Linked DNA regions of Mus musculus: regions 1, 3, 4, 5 and 6 are each linked to region 2. A link is a contact called in public HiChIP or PLAC-seq and promoter capture Hi-C data. All regions are on one chromosome and are shown on one strand. Each heading gives the region's core, a stretch centred on a gene start, on an enhancer-like site or on the middle of the called end of the contact. The rest is flanking DNA. Distances are from core to core; before and after follow the strand shown.

Region 1 (2,789 bases), core at 17-2,516, 280 kb before region 2:
TCAGTGGAGAAAGGTACTTGTTGCTAAGACTAATGAGCTAAGCCCTCCTCCCCCCCGAACCCCAGCATGGTGGAAGAAGTGAAGGACACACACACACATAGATTAGTTTTTTCTTTTTTCTTTTTTTAAAAAGAATTTGTTTATTATATGTAAGTACATTGTAGCTGTCTTTAGAAGAGGGTGTCATATGTCACTACGGATGGTCATGAGCCACAATGTGGTTGCTGGGATTTGAATTCAGGACCTCCTGAAGAGCAGTCAGTGCTCTTACCGGCTGAGCCATCTCACCAGGCCCCAGATTAGTTTTTTCTAATGTAATAAAAAATGTTGAAGCTGGGCGTGGTGGCACACGCCTTTAATCCCAGCACTCGGGAGGCAGAGGCAGGCGGATTTCTGAGTTCGAGGCCAGCCTGGTCTACAAAGTGAGTTCCAGGACAGCCAGAGCTATACAGAGAAACCCTGTCTCGGAAAAAAAAAAAATGTTGAGCCTGGCAGTGGTGGTGCACGCCTTTAATCCCAGCACTCGGGAGGCAGAGGCAGGTGGATTTCTGAGTTCAAGGCCAGCCTGGTCTACAGAGTGAGTTCTAGGATAGCCAGGGCTACACAGAGAAACCCTGTCTTAAAAAAAAATGTTGAAATCTACTGTCTTGGCAATCTTCAAGTAAGCAGTCCTTGTTATTAATAAGTCACCGTACTGTACAGTGAGCCTTAACTTAACCCATCTAATCAATCTAATCGAGACTTTGTACACTTTAGCCAGTGTCTCCCCTCCTCTTCCTGCCTCAGCCCCTAATAACCAGCATTCTTCCCTTTCTATTTGACCAGCATCCTCACTTACATGTGAGATCACACAGTAGTTCTCTTTCTATGCCTGACTTGTGTCACTTAGTACATTGTCCTAGAAGTGGGTCTAATTCTAAAGCAACAAATTAGAAACACTCTAACATTCCTCCAGGAACCCCAGGTTGCACCCCTGACCGACTGCAGAAGGCCCCGGCCCAGATCTGGCTCGGTAAAACTGCATTACAGACATATTTCCTTGAGCATGTCAGCTGCCTTCATTCCCTTGCCGGGGACCTCAAGTTGCCATCCACTTTCAATATTAATGCAGCATGCAAGGGGAACAGGAGGATTGCAGCCCAGGCTGAAGCTGGGCTCCAGGCCAGCATACAGAATGCGTCTGGGCATGTCTGAGGGACTTGCCAGAAGTCTCTCTGCAGGAGGGATGGAGGAGGCTCACAGAAAATAACATCCTGAGGCAGTGGGTGTGGGGACTCAGTTTTCAGAGTCACCAGGGAAACTTTGAAAAACAATGGCTTCCTGCACAAGTATGTCCCTCCTTTTCGAAAGCCCTCACTCTCATGTTCTCTCACTCTCTGTCTCCTGGTCCCTGTCCACCCAGAGGTGCACAGGAGCCAATGACACCACTTCAGCGTCAGACTCAGCCCTTGGACTAGCTGTACACATTAGACCTCACAGGCGTGTTAAACGTTCAGAGCAAATAAGCTCCAAGACTCTAGGGTTGAGCCTGCTCGGTGAACGCTTTCATACTTTAGGGGCTGCCTGCTGTCAGGGCTTCTTAATAATGACCACAGACCCTGGGCAGTTCAAGAACAGGCCCAGGGATCTATGAATCCCTGGAACAACACACAGCTTACTGAGGGTGTGTGTCTCCTTTTCTGTGAGTTTCCTCAGGTTATAAGGAGAGTGTGACAATTAACAATGACTGCCCTGGTGGCTGCCAAAAAAAAACATTAGTGAATAGATTTTTGTAAGATCATGTAAATGTTTCTATGGCAGGAATTAGCCAGATAATAATGCTGCCCTTCCCGTGAATATGATTTTTACCTTAACCTGCCAAGACAACAGTTACATGAGAAATATGGATTCCCCACCCCCACCACACACTCCAAGCCTGATTCCAAAGCTTCTGCCTCCTCCCCAGCCAAAACCCAGTGTCTCCTTCCTGAAATCACTGCAATCCTTGGGACACCTCACCTTTCCCTAATGCTTTCGCTAGGAATATGCATATCATATCTCTCCTAATTATAGCCTCTGAGGGGAGGAGGAAGTCTGTCTTGTCCGTCTTCTTTCTACCTCAGTTTCCAATATAACACATTTACCTCATTATCAGATGAGAGAACTGATTAATTATAAATCATTTAGACTTGCTAGGCCTTTCTACTTTCTATGAAAACAACTAACCACATTTCCTTGCCCACGCTGCACTTAAAATACACTCCTTATAACGGATGGTGGTCTGCTCTATTAATTTACCTGGTTAGGAAATACTAGGCAGGTACTATCACCCACTGTTTTCCTCTCTTTTCTTTTTACTTGGTTGTGAACGTAGGTATATAAACCATCATGCCTTTTGTGAGGGACACAGAGCACCAAGCATGTTGTGTCCTGGTGCAGATGTGTACGTCTCGCAGCATGGACACACCTCAGGGAAATGTCTCATAAAGCACAGACCAAGCTGGGACAGAGGTTGGGAGGGACTAAAATACAGCTATTAATATAGGAGCTTCGTGAAAGAGTCCGCCCATCGGATTATGGGAGCTCTGTTCTGAAAGAGAAAGAGAAGCCTGAACCTGCCTGTAGGAGAGAGAGCAAACAGGAAGACGGCCCAGCCTCAGAGGTGGGTGTGGCCTGGCAGCAGTACAAGAGCTTTGGAGTTGGCTCCATGCGGGCTAGATAGGCAAGAGGTGCCAGGTGCTGGTTTTAGGTTCTGTTTTGTTTTAAGTCTGTCTTCTCATTTGGTCTTTTTCAGATTTGTGTAGGAAATT
Region 2 (2,968 bases), core at 207-2,706:
GGGGGACGTGCTTACACGTTTAAGTATCCAGACCTGCCTGAGGGCGCTGGTATTTCTAGTTCAAAAGCTGCCTCTGGCTACCCTGGAAAAGACAAAAGTAATGCCCAGAAACAGGAAACCCTCCAGCGGCGGCGCCTTGCGATGCGTGAGGACACCTCTTTTTACACCAAGGTCCAGAGAGGCTTTGAAGATGCTTCCAGCTTGCAGAAGGCGGAGGCGCCCACGTGTGGCCTGGCTTTCGCAGACTCTCTCGGTGAAGGCTCCGGAGAGGTCCTCCAAAGGCTGTGTCAGCAGGGTGCCTGATGAAGATGAGCCTTCCTTTGGAGTCCCTTGGCCCTGAAGACGGAGTTTCTAGGCCCTAGCAGTCTGCAGTGGAGATAGTTTGAATCTGAAGCAAGAAAAATGACTCTATAAACATCCCCTAAAACTCGACTTCAACCTGAAATCCGACATGCAAATCTCCACCGGGTTAAACAAACAGCGGTGCAAGCTGCAGCTTCGGCGGGGGTGGCGGTGGGGGGGCGGACGCCGCTCGCGCCGGTCTCCGTTTCCAAAGTTGTTACAATGTGAAAATAAGCGGCTTCGTGCAGAGTGTTGTATGGGCTGATGCTTCCCACCCCCACGCCAGCCCCCAGAAAAACCTGGCAGATAATCAGCACGTCCCACTGTTTAGTCATATTTGACAACTGGGTTAACCTGGTATCTAGGCGCTGGCGAAGCCATACAAAGGGTGCCCTCAATTACCACCAGGAGCTTCTGGTGTGATAGGCACTTGTATTACCCCCTGGGTCAGAGGCCAGAGCGACAATTAGGAAGTCACTTAGACCGCTGGAGGGAAATGGCGGGATGCAGCAGGCTCTGGGCTCTCCTAACAAGTCTGTGGGTGTAGACCTGCCTGGAGAGGCCCAGCTGTCCTTTGCGCCCTCTGCTCAATAGGACTCTGAGTATAAAAAGAGTACGGTGGGAGCAGGAATCTGGGAAAACGACCACGACAAGGATAAATCCATCGCAAGAGTGATGGCTACAAGTTCAAGTTCTTCGCAGCAACAACGTGTACACACAAAGTGAACGCAGACCATTTCTGCTTGTGCCCTAGGCCGGGGTGTCCCTCTCCTGCTTCTTTCCCACAAGTGGAGAGTGAAGACTGTCAGCCCTACGTAGCAAGGTGGCCAGGGTGGTGGGAGTGGTGGGGGCCTGCGGCTTGGTCTCAACAGTACTTAAACCTGGCTTGGTACGTGAGTGTGTGTAAATTTTTAATTGCACTGTAATTTCTTCTGTCCCTAGCCCGCCCCCCTCCCACCCACGCCCGCAGACTTGACTGGCACGCGCCAGGAGCCCGGGCTCGGGCCCCTCGGAGCGTCTGATTGGCTGCGGGGCAGCTCCCGTCTGCTCTGCCTGCGCCCTCATTGGGCGAGAGGCGCAGCCAGCGGCACTTCAAAGCGGGTGCTCCTCGCACTTAGGCTGAGTTTTGCCGGCGGGAGCCCAGAGTCCGCTCGGCGCGAGCGCGGGACGCGGGAGCCGCGCGGGACCTGAATCGTGATTCCCAGCAGCCGCCAGGCTTAACACCGCTCCGGGCCTCGCCGCGCAGCCCAAAACCTGCTATGGCCACGTCTATACTTGGGGTAAGTGAAAAAGACTCGCTGCAAAGGCTTTGCTCATTTTTGTTTGTTTTGTTTTTGTGTTGTTGGTGGTGGTTTTTTGTTTTTGTTTTGTTTTCTTATGGCTTCTCTGGGCCAGAATCTCTCAAGAAACTGTTGCTATACCACAGCTCTGGTTTCCTTTTAGCATTTTCTACATTTCTGGAACCGATCTTTTCAAGTTATTGGAACCTGGGACCTTTTGCCTTTGCAAGAAAAGAATGTCTTAAGCAAGTTCCCTTTTAACTGGTTTTTGAGGCAAAGCCGAATGTTTCTTTTCTTCCCTTCTTGATTTTAACATCACTCCCCCACTCCCAACCCCACCCCCCGCCACTTGGTTTGGGGGTTGTTGCATTACATTACAGTGTTTTCTGGAAAGTCTTGTTTTGCAGGCCACGAAGTTACATTAATAAACACTTACATTAGCGTGGCTCCCCAGTTTGCCCTTGACTTTGAAAGCCGCTTATACTTGGATTCTTTTTGTAATCGTGTGCGTTGTGTAAATATCAAAACTACGTTTCTGAACTATAAAAGAAAATAGCCAAGTCGTAGCCACTCATTCGAGGAATGTTCTAAGAGTTTCTTCCAGCACTGGGTGGCTGTTTTGGCCACCACCCCCCGCCCTCACCCGTTATTTCTTGTGTGTGTTTACCTTCGTGCTACACCCGGAAGGGCGACTTGGGAGCTTCTGGGAGATGAGCGGGCTTATGGCGTCAACCCAAGTCTGATTCTAGACAAGGGTGGCAGCGAACGAAGTGGCGAAAACCGAGGCATTTCTGATCTATAGTCTCACTGAGGAACAACTTTCCTACTCGCTCGTGGTCGCCTCTGTCCTGCGCGGGGCGCGGCGCGTCCCCCGCCAGCGTGCGGGGAGGAGGCGCGAGCCGGGGTGCCAGGGCCCTCCGGGATCTGCGCGGGGGGAACGAGGCTGCTCACCGGTGCACTTTGTGTCTTCCCCCACTTCTCCCTGCCCTCCTCCTCCTCCTCCTCGCTCCCTCCTTCACCCCACCCACTCTAGGAAGAGCCACGCTTCGGAACGACCCCGTTGGCCATGCTGGCGGCGACCTGCAACAAGATCGGCAACACGAGCCCCCTGACGACCCTGCCCGAGTCCAGCGCCTTCGCCAAAGGCGGCTTCCACCCCTGGAAGCGCTCCTCGTCCAGCTGCAACCTCGGCTCCAGTCTCTCCGGCTTCGCTGTGGCCACGGGCGGCCGCGGCTCGGGCAGCCTGGCGGGTGGCTCGGGAGCCGCCAACAGCGCCTTCTGCCTGGCCTCCACGTCCCCCACGTCGTCCGCCTTCAGCAGCGACTATGGCGGCCTTTTCTCCAACT
Region 3 (2,862 bases), core at 348-2,847, 360 kb before region 2:
ATCCAAAACAGAAAAAAAAACTGATATTAAAAAGTTATAAGGAAATCTATGGATGGACTGATATATTCTTATGCAATATTATTGTGACAATTTGTTACAGATTTGGAGAAACCAGAGCAGAGAAAAGGGACAGGATGCAGTGACAATGTCTATGCCAGGCAGAAGGACAAGGGACCCTGGTTGGAATCTGAAGCCAAGTCCCTCACATCTGTCACTCATTATGGTGTAACAGTGAGAACTCAGCCATGTGGATGTAAATTTACCTAAAAGCAAAGATGCTAATTCTCTCGGGAGGCATTTAGAGTAACAGCAGCCCACACTGGCCGGCCAGCCGGGCCCCCAGGAGCCGAACGAAGCAATCACACTAAACTACTAAGATACATACACCACTGAGAAAAGCCAGGAACACAGCTCCGTCCAATGCCCTGGTCCACACGGGCCGGCCCCATCATTTCTTTTTTCCTTTCATAAGATAAGCTTTCCTTTTCTTGAAAACACAGTATGTTCATAATTTCTAAACACGAGAGTTAAGTCTTTCGAATCTGTTTCTCCCTCCTTCCCTCCCTCCCTTTCATGTTTTAAAAACTGTTTGGAGGGGCTAGCAAGATGGCTCAGTAGGTAAAGATATTTGCTACCAAGGCTAATGACCCGAGTTCAATCCCTGTGACCCAGATGAATTCCTAAATATCACCCTCCGACCTCCACACTCTATCTCCACAACCCACTCCAGTACTCTCTCTCTCTCTCTCTCTCTCACTCACGCACGCACGCACACACTATCTCTCTCTCACACAAACTCTCTCTCTCTCACACACACACACACACCACACACACACACATACTCTCTCACACACATACTCTCACACATAAACACACAGAGACAAACACACTCACATACACACAAGATGTAAGTCCCTCCCTTTCATGTTTAAAAAAAAAAATGTTTAGAGAGGCTAGCAAGATGGCTCAGTAGGTAAGGACACTTGCCATCAAGGCTAATGGCCTGTGTGTCAGACACACACGTACACACAAACACACAGACACACAACTATACAGAGATACATAGACACAGGCATATATACTCACATTCACAAACACACACATTACATTTTTTAAATGTAGTTTTAAAAATGTTTAACTATAGGAGTCCTGAAGTCAAACTTGGAATTTAAATATATGGCTTTATATTCTTATCAGGGGTCTCAAAACTTTAAAAGAATTTTTTTTCCACTATTTTAAGAACAATCCCCTAGAGAATTACAATGTTTAGTTTCTTAATTGTAATTGTGTTCCTTAACTATCACCTGTTAAACATAACCCACAGAGGCCAAGGTTCAGCCTTAAACCATAGGGTACATACAAGATCCTTGTTTCAAAGTGTCACCGTCAGACAGAATTAGATTAGACCCTTGTATTTATCTCATAATTTTGTGGGTTTGTTTGGGTATATGTTGCTGTTGCTTTTTTTTTTTTCACTAGAGATCCTTACACCAGGGCCTTACAAATATTCAGCACGCAGGCCACTGCTGAGCCACAGCCCAGACTTTCACCTACTGAGATCGCTGCCAAAAGTCAATGTTTACCTCATCAAAATAAACACAAGGGTTGCGGAAAACCACGAGTCCAGGTAGAGGCGTAAACAAACACAGTACAGTTCAGGGTTCCTCTGAGTAGGACCGGCTTCGCCGTAGACTTTTGCCCGAAGACAATATAGCTAACTGTGAGGAGCAAAGCAGCAACCTCCTGGCAGAACGTTACTCAGCCGCTAACCCGCCTTTCCTGAGGCTGTCCTTAAACTGAAGGATCAGAGCCAGAGATCCACATAACTGGACCCACGTGGGATGTAAGATACCTGAAAAGCAGCCAGAGCAGCAGGAGAACCCTGCGGGTCTCTGTAGAGCGCCTGTCCTGGGCTAGGGCCCTGTGGCTTCTACAAGTGTGTTAGCCAGCAGCGCAGGACATGTGACTATCCACGTGTTAAGTATGACGTAATTGTGACCCTGCTCACTGGAAAAAACGACTCTACACATCATAATTGAAGTTTGAATACAGATGCCTGTTTCTTCTCACACACCCCATTTCTTGCTCTACACACCGCTCTGGGATTCATCTTCCTGTACTGTGTGTCTGTTTGCACCTCTGCCTGGACCTTCTGACTCTGGTTCCCACCCCCCACTCCCCCCCCTCACACTCGCATTTAATTTGATGAATACTTATCATAAGCTTTTGGCTGAGGTTTCAGTAAAGCCTAGAATGAAAGTACAAGTCCCCACTTGCTGTGAGCAGCGATGGGGAGCTAAGCCCAGCATCTTTCTTTCTCTAGCCATCTTGTTACCTTAGCCAATCACTAATTTAGGAATCTGTGAACTTCGGGGGTCCTTCCAGGCACGCATGTTGCCCAACACTTAAAGATCATGTTCAGAAGAATACATGCGAGCTAACATTGGTTATCAACCAAAACCAAAATATTAGACTTTAGCAAGACATTAGGCATCTACCAAGTCAGGGTTAAGATTAGTAATGAGCAAGTGACTCACCACAGTGACAACACACACGTTTTGGAAGGACTGGTTAGAACTGGCACAAGACACCCCAAGACCAAGGTCTCAGCACAAAGGAGATTTATTGCCCCCAAGGAACAAAGGGCAGGGAATCAGAGACAAAGACAGGAGATAGAGGATGAGAAGGGAACAAGGGAGAGGGAGGAAGAGGTATTGTCCCAGAGGACAAAGGACTGCCCCTGGATAGAGAGGAGACAGATGCGGCCCATAGGAAAATAGCAGTTTGTAAAGGGAAACCCCATGTTAGAATGAGTTGGTTTGTTTTGATCGGGCATGTTACTAAGTAGGTGAGCAAAAGAGG
Region 4 (2,983 bases), core at 266-2,765, 390 kb before region 2:
AAAATCTAAACATAATCCAGGAATAGAATCATAATTCTTTGTTAAGGATGAGGGTAGAATACTTTATCTAGTTGTCAAATATGGTGAACTTGATGTTAATTGTATATCATACTTTGTGATTTGCATGATTGTTATGGTTTTGTTCAATTTATGTCTGGGAGAAGAGGTTTTTCTTTTCTTTTCTTTTATTAGACAGAAAAGGTGAAATGTAGGAGTTGGTTCTGATGATAAGGTCCTATTCCCCAATTGGTTCTTGATCCATCAATAAAGATACCAGTGACCAATGACTGAGGATGGGGTGGAACACTTAGAGTTGCGCAGGAGGATGGAGGAAGAATTGAGAGAGCTGGGGAAGGAGAAGGAGGAGTAGCTGTAAGAGATAAAGCCAACCAGCAATGTGAATTTTCGGTTGGAGGGGCCAATGGCAACTCTATTCAATTATGCCTAGAGTGGCAGGAGAGGTTTAGCAGTGCCCAGTCATTGTATTAGCAAAGGCATTTTAAGATTAACTGGCGTGTGTGTGTGTGTGTGTGTGTGTGTGTGTGTGTGTGTGTGTGTGTTGTGGTGGTGGTGGTGGTGGTTGTTGTTGTTGTTGTTGTTTTGTTGTTAGCTACAAATCAGAGGGAACCAGGTGGGGGCTGGTAGTACAGCCCATTCCCAGGTAGCAAACTACATGCTACAAATATAAAACATGAAACCTAGATGTAAAGTTTCACAGCTGTAATCCAAATATTTGGGAGGCAGGAGGAACACATGTTCACAAACAGCACGTGCTATATACATAGCAAATACCCTGTTTAAAGCAAAAACAAAAATAAAGCATTTATGAAAAGAAACGATTATATGGTGACATTAACACCACCCCCAATCCATGACTATATCTGGCTTCTTAAGAGCCCTTCTCTGCTCTTGATGACCGTAACTTGGGGATCTGGAGTACAGCTAGGGTGAACAGTCACCTCAAGCCAGTGGCTTCCAAGTTCATTGCCTCATACCCAGGAATAACATGGAAACTCAAAAAGTAAGCCAGAAATAGATTTACAAAGGTAAAGTAGGAAAGACCTCCTAAGAGTGATATTGAGTTCAGTGGGTTTTATAAGAATGGGAAGTGAGGGCCACTGCATAGCATAATCTTTATTGTGATTGGTCATCCTCAGCTCATCATTGGCTGAACCAGGAGGTGGTCTATACCATCAGGAAAGTGGTCACTTCATCTACTCTCTCTCCCAACTCACAGTATTCATTTTGTAGACTACTGATTGAATCATTTTCTATACCAGCTCACAATCCACCATTTCCTGTCTTATCGGGGTCCTGTTGTGACACAAAAACAAGTTGTCAGCCTCTCATTTTATGGTCCTTGCCATTTTCTTTCCAAGCTGGGTGTCAGGGCACACTGAATGTACCCTTTGCCCTCTTTGTCCTGAAGCCAGGAAAACTTAAGGTTCATAGGGAGACAGGTGTAAACAGAAGAGCAGAAGACCAAAGTACACTGTTAAATGGGAACTGAGAGAGCCAGTTAGGAAGCCCAAGAGGACGTTCTCCCTAGCAATGACTCAGCAGAGGCTCTGATGAGGATCTGTCAGAGGATACCTGCTCAGGACAAGCATAAACAGGTGAATTCCGAAGGTCACCTAGACAGAAACCAAGTTGGAAGGAAGAAAAAGATATGCACAAAAAAAAAAAAAAAAAAAAAAAAAACCAGCAACAACCCAGGTGCCAAAGTGTGATGGTTTGCATATGCTTGGTCCAGAGAGTAGCACTGGTGGGAGGTGTGGCCTTGTGGGTGTGGGCTTTAAGATCCTTATTTTAGCTACCTGGAAGCAAGTCTTCCACTAGCAGCCAACGGATGAAGATGCAGAACTCTCAGCTCTGTCTGCACCATGCCTGCCTGGATGCTGCGCTTCCCACCTTGGTGATAATGGACTGAACTTCTGAACCTGTAATACAGCCCCAATTAAATGTCCTTTATAAGACTTGCCTTGGTCATGGTGTCTGTTCACAACAGTAAAACCCTAAGACACAAAGGAACCTAAAATATCCCCAGAAAAGGAGGAGAAACAGGGCAACAAGCTCAGAGAAAGAGGTTGAGAGCCTCCTGTTGACAGGGACTGCAGCTGGAGGAAGCACAAGAGTGGGGCCTGGTCAGGCCTGCCTTGTAGAGAGCTCTCCAGTACCAGTGGGGATAAAGCAGTGGAGATGCTAAGGGTAGGGCCCTGAGCCACTGAAAAGCTTCAGTATAGCTCGAAGAGCCATGAGGGCCCTGAGTCACCTTGGTTTTGAAGATAGAAAGAACCTGAGTAGACAAGGTCACCAGTGACCTTGAGAATGTGGTCCCCAAGAAAAGGGAGCAAAATCTTGCTATAAAACATTGACAAGAAAAATAGGTCGCAAGGTCTTGAGGGCAACATTGTTATTTCCTTACTGAGCTGAAGATGTGAGAGAAGAGACCATTAAACACAAAAGAACTTTTATTGGACTGGTCAGAGATCAAGTAGAATTCTAAATCTCTTTCCCATGTTAATCCCATAATCCCCATAATCTCATGAAGTAGACCCCACCATCACCCCACTTATGGGGTGTAAGGTGAAGCTTAGAGAGGTGAGCTGTCCCCATGATCAGTCAGCAGGGGTGACCCCAAGTGTCTGACACAGCAAAGCCCTTTCTCTGGCATGCCTGTTCTGTCTTCCCATGTCTGCCACAACATGATATAGCAAGACATTCCATACCAAACAACAGCTAGGTGCCATGCTCTTAGGCTTCCCAGCTTCCAGAACAATAAGCTAAATAAACCTCTGTTTTGGTGAAGTACCCAAGTTCTGGTGTTTTGTTATAGCAACAAAAATAAACCAAGACACTAACCTTTGTGAAATCCATTGAAAATTACAAGACTATCTCCTCTTAGGAAAGAATAAGCAAAAAGTAAATGCATTCCACAATGCTGGGATCCTTAAAAACCAAATGAATGGGCAGCACACACCTT
Region 5 (2,700 bases), core at 154-2,653, 340 kb before region 2:
TTGATTTTCATTTAAAATCAATAGCACAGCTGGGGGCAGGGCACCTTTAATCCCAGCACTTGGGAGGCAGAGGCAGATAGATCTCTGAGTTCAAGGCCAGCCTGATCTACAGAGTGAGTTCCAGGACAGCAAGAACTACACAGAGAAACCCTGTTGGGGGTGGGGGGTGGGGGAAACAGGGTCCAAGAGCACAATAGATCTAGCAATTCTACTCCTAAGTGTATTTCCAAGACGTTAAAACAGGAATTCAAATAAATTCTTGTATAAATATATAAGTTTATTTAATATATAGTAAATATGTAAATATACATAGCAGTCGTAGTCACAATGACAATAGGATGGAAACACCCCAAAAGTCCATCAGTTGGTGAATGGCTAAACAACAAAAAGTAATAAAGTAATTGTAAATTGAATATGAGATTTCTCTATATGTCATGTTTTGTTCTCTCCTACTGCCCCGAGGAGGTTTCTTTATGTAGTCTTGGCTATCCTGGAACCCTCTTGGTAGATCAGACTAGCCTCAACCTCAGAAATCCACTTGCCTGTCTTCTGAGTGCTGGGGCTGGGATTAAAGGTGTGTGCCACCACCACCACCCCAGCAAACTCATATTTCAAATGTGTGGTCATCGGTTGGGAGTGCCGCTCTGGAAGCTGTGGAAACTTGAGGAAAGCATCTTAGCTGGAAGTAGGTCACTTCCATGGGGAGAAAAGCCACCTCATCGGGACACCCCACATGATAGCAGGATTCCAAGGTTTAAGTGGTTTGTAGTTTAGTGATTTAGTTAGGCCACTGTTGACTTCAATAGCATTTCCAATGGAATACAGAGCAGAAACTAGAAGGTATAGTGAACTGTTATGACCAGAAGAAGTAGAGTGTGTTGGTAATTCTTTCAAAAGCTGGCCATGAAGCTGAGACATGGTGATAATACCACAAGCCAAACCTCTCACTTAGCTGCTTGCTGGTAGGTCAATGGAGACTAAGGCAGGAGAGAGTTGCTAAAAACAAACAAACAACAAAGGAGTTACCAACCTGCTGCTGCTGACTCTTAAGAGTTCAGTGATGGGCATGACAGAGCCCCTCTGTAGCTGGGGGTGGGAGTGCCTGCAACTTGAGGGAAACCATGATCCCATTACTCTCTGCCTGCTCTTTGGAGCTGATTAGGAGAGGAATTTAAACTTGCAGACTGCTTTGCTATTAGCTCTCAGAGTTGCTGGGAAAGCTTCAAGAACAAAGACCACAGTGGATGGGAAACCAAAAGGCCAGGTTGGAGCCATCGTAAGACTTCCTGCAGGCAGCAGGCAAAATTCTTCACATCTAGGTGGTCAGGAGATGCAATGCCAAGAGTTGAGGCTCAAGCCCACCACCATCCAGTACATCCTACGCCACTGTCCAGTACATCACATCCTATGCCACTGGCCTCCTCCATGCCAGCCAATGCAGTTAACTCCGCCTCTCAGCCTCTGCCCACCCATACACCTTCCACATCCTAAACTTTCACTCTGGAAAACACAAATGTCCCAGAAACCCTTCAGAAAAGGAACCACCATACAGTGCCCAGGCAGCACAGCTTGGTTCAGGTGGCATTTACACCTACTGACCTTTGTACACGGCATCTGCACGATCTTCAAAGGTAGATCCCCTTTTCCTCTTCTCCAACTGACTGAAACGTAGGTTTGTGACACACTGTAGCTCCAGAGCTCCTATTTTCCCTTTCAGGGCTGACTCAATGATTCCCAAGGAGAGATTTAGATTTTGGCCAGTAACAAACCTCCAAAGCAATTTTTTTTTTTTGGTATTGTTTCTTCCTGAATTTGGCCTATCAAGTAACCCTCAAGTTCAACACCAGAAAGGAACAAGGAAGGCCCTCTGTTAGTTCTGTGAATGTCATAAAAGTTTACTAGGTGTCCATATGAACTGTGCCAAGCAAGCTGCCTCAGGGCTACACTTAGGCTCTCCCTGCTTGGGGGTAGACATTCCAGATGCCACATCTGTGGACACTTAGCAGAGTTATGCTCCAACTCTTAAAGGATCATGTTCAAGGAGAGAGGGAAACAAAACTAGCCTTTTCCTAACTTGAAATAAAGGGACTGTACTGTTATAATGAAACAAGCACATGAAACTAGAGAAACCACAGAGAATTTTGTTAAAATCAGAAGGGTAATTGTAGTCCTATCATTAGGACTAACCAGAGCGCTTAGAATAGAAATCATGAAATAACCATCATTTTACCCTAAGTGCTAAGCATAGAACATGTGCTCAAATGGCAGAAGGGAAGAATGTCACTGCGCCTACAAATTCTATGTAGGGGACGAGGATAAGAATTCCCTAACTACTCACCTGAGGCAAGCCCACCCATTCCAGTGTAATCCACTTTTGCTTGTGTGTAGGTGCACCACATGGGGCAGTGCACAGAGAAACTGCAAATGCAGGTGGCTGTGAGCCACTGTGGATACTGGGAATCAAACCAAGGTCCTTTGTGAGAACAGCCAGTTCTCTTAACAGCTCTTTACCCCCAAGACAAATAAATTATTAATACAAGTTAATACATAAAACAAAATAAAAATTATGAAAGATTACCCAGCTTTAAGGCTGGAGATGTGGCCTAATGGCAAAGTACTTGCGTAGTATACTCAAGGCCCCAAGTTTGATTGTAAGTGTCGCAAAAGATGAAACTTTTGTTTTGAAACAGGAAGGATCTC
Region 6 (2,786 bases), core at 95-2,594, 430 kb before region 2:
TCTTGCTTATGATAAGCCAACCATGCTTCATTGGAAGGGCATGTGTCTAAGAAAACAAAGGCAGCACAAACTGGATGGGGTGAATGGGAGAGAAGAGAACACAAAGCTGGTTTGGTAAGGATAACTTGGGAGGAGTCACTGGGGAAGTGAATCTGATCAAAACCCATTGTATGCAACTTCTCAAAGAACTGATTTTAAAGTGAGTAGCTAATTAACTGAAATGACAAGTCTCTCCAAGTGCTCTACTCAGTAACTCATCATTTTCACAGCATTATGGGGGACAAGCAGGACTCACATCGCATTTAGTCGTCTGGGGATTGTCACTGCAATTACTTGCCTATGATGCTCAGAACTCTATGCGGAGAAGGAGGCAGGAAGATTGGAAGAGCCAGAGGTGGAGGATGGCTCCAAGAAAACTGTCTTCCAGACACAACAGGAGCAACATTGTGTCACTGTCATATGTGCAGCTGCCCATACTGTTACCTTGTATTCATCTGCCACTTCTGGCTCTTACAGTCTCAATGAATGAATAATGAAAATGTGGCGTATTTACACACTGGAATATTTTTCAGCTATTAAGAAAGATGAAATTTCGAAGCTCACAGGTAAAGGATACAGCTGGAAACAATCATTCTGAGTTAAGTATCCCTGCCAAGTGTCCCTTGCTTTCTTTCATTTGTAGGTGTTAGCTTTGACGCTTTAGACACATACATTTCATTTGGAATACCCACAGAGGTCAGGAAACCAGAAAGAGGGGTGGGGGTGGGGGAGCCTTCAGGGGAGGGGAGATACATAGTTTTTCTGTTGTTTTTTTTTTAACTTTAGCAGTTACAACCAAGACTCTGATTAGCCTGGTCAGGTAGACTTAATCCTGGGTGCAGGTAGATCCCAGCGTTGTGAAGACTGATGCTTTGTCAGGTTTCACACACCTTCCCATTGCTACCGTGCAAATGCTTTAAAGACCGTGAAAATCAAACACTAAACAAATCCAATCTTGTGACCAGAATAAAAAGCATGCCTGAAGGAATTCAGCCCGTGTGTCTAATAAAAATCAGTGGAGACCTTTCCAGGAAGATGATAGACTGGATAATACTTCCACCAGCTTCACTTGAACCCTTAAGGGAAGTTTCTCTAGTGCAGTCACTGAAGGAAAATCCATACTTCATGGCTTTTGCTTAGCATGGAGGAAAAACATACCAAGTCGCCTATGTTTGCAGGAAACGTGAGGTGCTGTGGGCAAAAGTGGGAAGAACCAATGCAAATTTAGCAAGCCAGATAATAACTGGGGAAACCCCGACTCTCACCATCACAGTCTCATTGTCTGAGGATGTGGCAGGCCAGGATTGGCTGACCTGTGAATGACCTTCTTAGACTGTGTAAACAAGGTCAAACAAGTGACATCACTTGGGGTGAAGGAATGAGTCATTAAAAATAGTTATCCCACCCACACTTAGAATTGAACAACTTCTTAGGGGTAATAAAATCTCTCTCTCTCTCTCTCTCTCTCTCTCTCTCTCTCTCTGAGCTCAGAGTTTCCCTGTTGTAATTCCTGTCACTGTGACAAGGACTTAAAGCACTCAATCTTAAAGAACCCAGACCACGCCTTCTTTGACTCCAAGGCAAACAACCGTGTTCTACCTTGAAGAAAATGTAAAGCTGGGTTGAACAGCTTTGAACCGTGTCCAAGCTTACAATGGTTTTCTTTAGCATGTATCAAAACCTAAACAACAATGCTGGGCTGTGTGTAACAGTGCAACAGTTAAGGACCTGGTTTGGCACTAACTGCATTAAGGTGGTCCCAGTTCCACTACTCTCTGGTATTGTAACTCAGGCCAGGTTCATGTGTGCCTTTCATGTCTTGCTCCTTGATTGACAACGGGGGTGGGGGTGGGGGAGGATAGTTTGACTGAGAATTACCTCCAGCCATTCATACATTTAAATACTTAGTCTCTATTGGTGGGCCTATTTGGGAAGGATTAGGAAGTTTAGCCAGGTTGGAGGAGGTGTGTTACTGGGACAGGCTTCAAGGTTTCAAAACACTCAGGGCATTCCCTGAGTTCTCTCCCTGGGGATCAAGGTGTGAACTTGCCACTATGTCTTTGCTCCACCATCATGGATTCTAACCTGTTGCAGGATATTTGATCACAAGGTGAACCCCAACATTGTTTTTTACAGAAAAAAAAAAAATAGCTGTTTCTAGTTATGATGTGGCTCAGCCTTAGCACACACCTTTAATCCCAAACAATGAAAGTAAAGTTAGTTTGTAGAAGGAAGCACTCATGTTTGAAAGTGATGTACAATTGAGTGGCAGGCAAAGTGACAAACCAGAGAAAGATTTGACAGAATAGGACGTGCCCAACTCTCACAAGGAGAGGAAAGGGAGGCTGCTTAAGAGAGCCGTGCAAATTTTTGGTGTTGCTTTGTGTAGCTACAGTAAATTGTGCGAGCTGTACTGAATGTTACAGAATTCATTAGGAGTAAAGCATGGGAATGTGGCATGAAATTTGGAGTGGGCATGGGCAGGTGGTTCTGCATGTAAATGTACTGGCTGTTCTTCCAGAGGACCAGGATTTGATTCCCAACACCCACCTATAACTCCTGTTCTAGAGGATCTCATACTGTCTTCTGGCCCCTGTGGGCACCACCAAGCAAGCAAACACTCATATAAATGAAATAAAAATACTTTTTTTTTAAGAAAAAGAAAAAAACAGAGAGAGAGAGAGCAGTGCGGTGTGTGTGTGGGGGGGGGGGAGGAGAGCATTTTACTGGGCTAGTTATAGAGATAG

What was found. Promoter capture Hi-C pulls out the DNA fragments that hold promoters and counts their contacts. HiChIP or PLAC-seq counts read pairs in DNA pulled down with a chosen protein or histone mark.
Region 1: an H3K4me3 HiChIP or PLAC-seq map of embryonic forebrain shows a contact between it and region 2, with 4 times the contacts expected there. The contact joins the enhancer-like site here to the promoter of Sp9 in region 2. A contact is called at or near these places in 9 of 39 promoter capture datasets (3T3-L1-derived adipocytes, the HPC-7 cell line, HPC-7-derived erythroid cells and 6 more), 24 of 484 Hi-C or Micro-C datasets (B cells, the C2C12 cell line, the G1E-ER4 cell line and 17 more), 28 of 115 datasets of contacts at active chromatin or transcription factors (the HPC-7 cell line, the NIH/3T3 cell line, SST interneurons and 20 more) and 4 of 9 other capture datasets (adipose tissue, embryonic tail, liver and 1 more).
Region 3: a promoter capture Hi-C map of liver shows a contact between it and region 2, with 3 times the contacts expected there. The contact joins the enhancer-like site here to the promoter of Sp9 in region 2. A contact is called at or near these places in 8 of 39 promoter capture datasets (the HPC-7 cell line, HPC-7-derived erythroid cells, embryonic stem cells and 4 more), 1 of 15 datasets of contacts at CTCF or cohesin (pro-B cells), 1 of 484 Hi-C or Micro-C datasets (the HL-1 cell line), 9 of 115 datasets of contacts at active chromatin or transcription factors (the 230-238 cell line, craniofacial prominence, embryonic forebrain and 4 more) and 3 of 9 other capture datasets (adipose tissue, liver and macrophages).
Region 4: a contact with region 2 is called in a promoter capture Hi-C map of liver, with 2.2 times the contacts expected there. The contact joins the enhancer-like site here to the promoter of Sp9 in region 2. A contact is called at or near these places in 10 of 39 promoter capture datasets (the 3T3-L1 cell line, the C10 cell line, the HPC-7 cell line and 6 more), 1 of 15 datasets of contacts at CTCF or cohesin (pro-B cells), 3 of 484 Hi-C or Micro-C datasets (the HL-1 cell line, regulatory T cells and reprogramming fibroblasts), 9 of 115 datasets of contacts at active chromatin or transcription factors (the 230-238 cell line, astrocytes, embryonic forebrain and 6 more) and 2 of 9 other capture datasets (liver and macrophages).
Region 5: a promoter capture Hi-C map of hematopoietic stem and progenitor cells shows a contact between it and region 2, with 4 times the contacts expected there. The contact joins the enhancer-like site here to the promoter of Sp9 in region 2. A contact is called at or near these places in 17 of 39 promoter capture datasets (the 3T3-L1 cell line, 3T3-L1-derived adipocytes, the C10 cell line and 12 more), 4 of 484 Hi-C or Micro-C datasets (the G1E-ER4 cell line, granulocyte-monocyte progenitors, myeloid progenitors and 1 more), 15 of 115 datasets of contacts at active chromatin or transcription factors (VIP interneurons, bone marrow-derived macrophages, craniofacial prominence and 8 more) and 3 of 9 other capture datasets (adipose tissue, embryonic tail and macrophages).
Region 6: a contact with region 2 is called in a promoter capture Hi-C map of embryonic stem cells, with 5 times the contacts expected there. The contact joins the enhancer-like site here to the promoter of Sp9 in region 2. A contact is called at or near these places in 10 of 39 promoter capture datasets (the C10 cell line, the HPC-7 cell line, embryonic stem cells and 5 more), 2 of 15 datasets of contacts at CTCF or cohesin (large pre-B cells and pro-B cells), 3 of 484 Hi-C or Micro-C datasets (adipose-derived mesenchymal stem cells, granulocyte-monocyte progenitors and uterus), 13 of 115 datasets of contacts at active chromatin or transcription factors (bone marrow-derived macrophages, craniofacial prominence, embryonic basal ganglia and 8 more) and 2 of 9 other capture datasets (embryonic stem cells and macrophages).

What each region holds. Positions count from the first base shown.
Region 1 is chr2:72,994,580-72,997,368 of GRCm38.p6, forward strand. No RefSeq gene overlaps it. Among named protein-coding and RNA genes, the nearest start is that of Gm39850, 13 kb to the right of the region's middle. Within about 2 kb of position 1,267, at least 221 of the 459 cell types and tissues checked have an H3K27ac peak or open chromatin away from gene starts, as enhancers often do. A contact at or near this core is called in 3T3-L1-derived adipocytes, B cells, the C2C12 cell line and 27 more, where this site is marked.
Region 2 is chr2:73,270,470-73,273,437 of GRCm38.p6, forward strand. It overlaps Sp9 (trans-acting transcription factor 9), which reads left to right and starts at 1,457. Exons shown (of 2, transcript NM_001005343.2): 1 at 1,457-1,622; 2 at 2,656-2,968. The coding sequence starts at 1,602.
Region 3 is chr2:72,906,659-72,909,520 of GRCm38.p6, forward strand. No RefSeq gene overlaps it. Among named protein-coding and RNA genes, the nearest start is that of Gm39849, 46 kb to the left of the region's middle. Within about 2 kb of position 1,598, at least 48 of the 459 cell types and tissues checked have an H3K27ac peak or open chromatin away from gene starts, as enhancers often do. A contact at or near this core is called in extraembryonic endoderm stem cells and liver, where this site is marked.
Region 4 is chr2:72,884,941-72,887,923 of GRCm38.p6, forward strand. No RefSeq gene overlaps it. Among named protein-coding and RNA genes, the nearest start is that of Gm39849, 25 kb to the left of the region's middle. Within about 2 kb of position 1,516, at least 11 of the 459 cell types and tissues checked have an H3K27ac peak or open chromatin away from gene starts, as enhancers often do. A contact at or near this core is called in liver, where this site is marked.
Region 5 is chr2:72,930,433-72,933,132 of GRCm38.p6, forward strand. No RefSeq gene overlaps it. Among named protein-coding and RNA genes, the nearest start is that of Sp3os, 48 kb to the right of the region's middle. Within about 2 kb of position 1,404, at least 24 of the 459 cell types and tissues checked have an H3K27ac peak or open chromatin away from gene starts, as enhancers often do. A contact at or near this core is called in craniofacial prominence, where this site is marked.
Region 6 is chr2:72,836,952-72,839,737 of GRCm38.p6, forward strand. All of the region lies in intron 1 of Gm39849 (a long non-coding RNA gene), which reads right to left. Among named protein-coding and RNA genes, the nearest start is that of Gm39849, 23 kb to the right of the region's middle. Within about 2 kb of position 1,345, at least 81 of the 459 cell types and tissues checked have an H3K27ac peak or open chromatin away from gene starts, as enhancers often do. A contact at or near this core is called in adipose-derived mesenchymal stem cells, embryonic stem cells, memory CD8 T cells and 2 more, where this site is marked.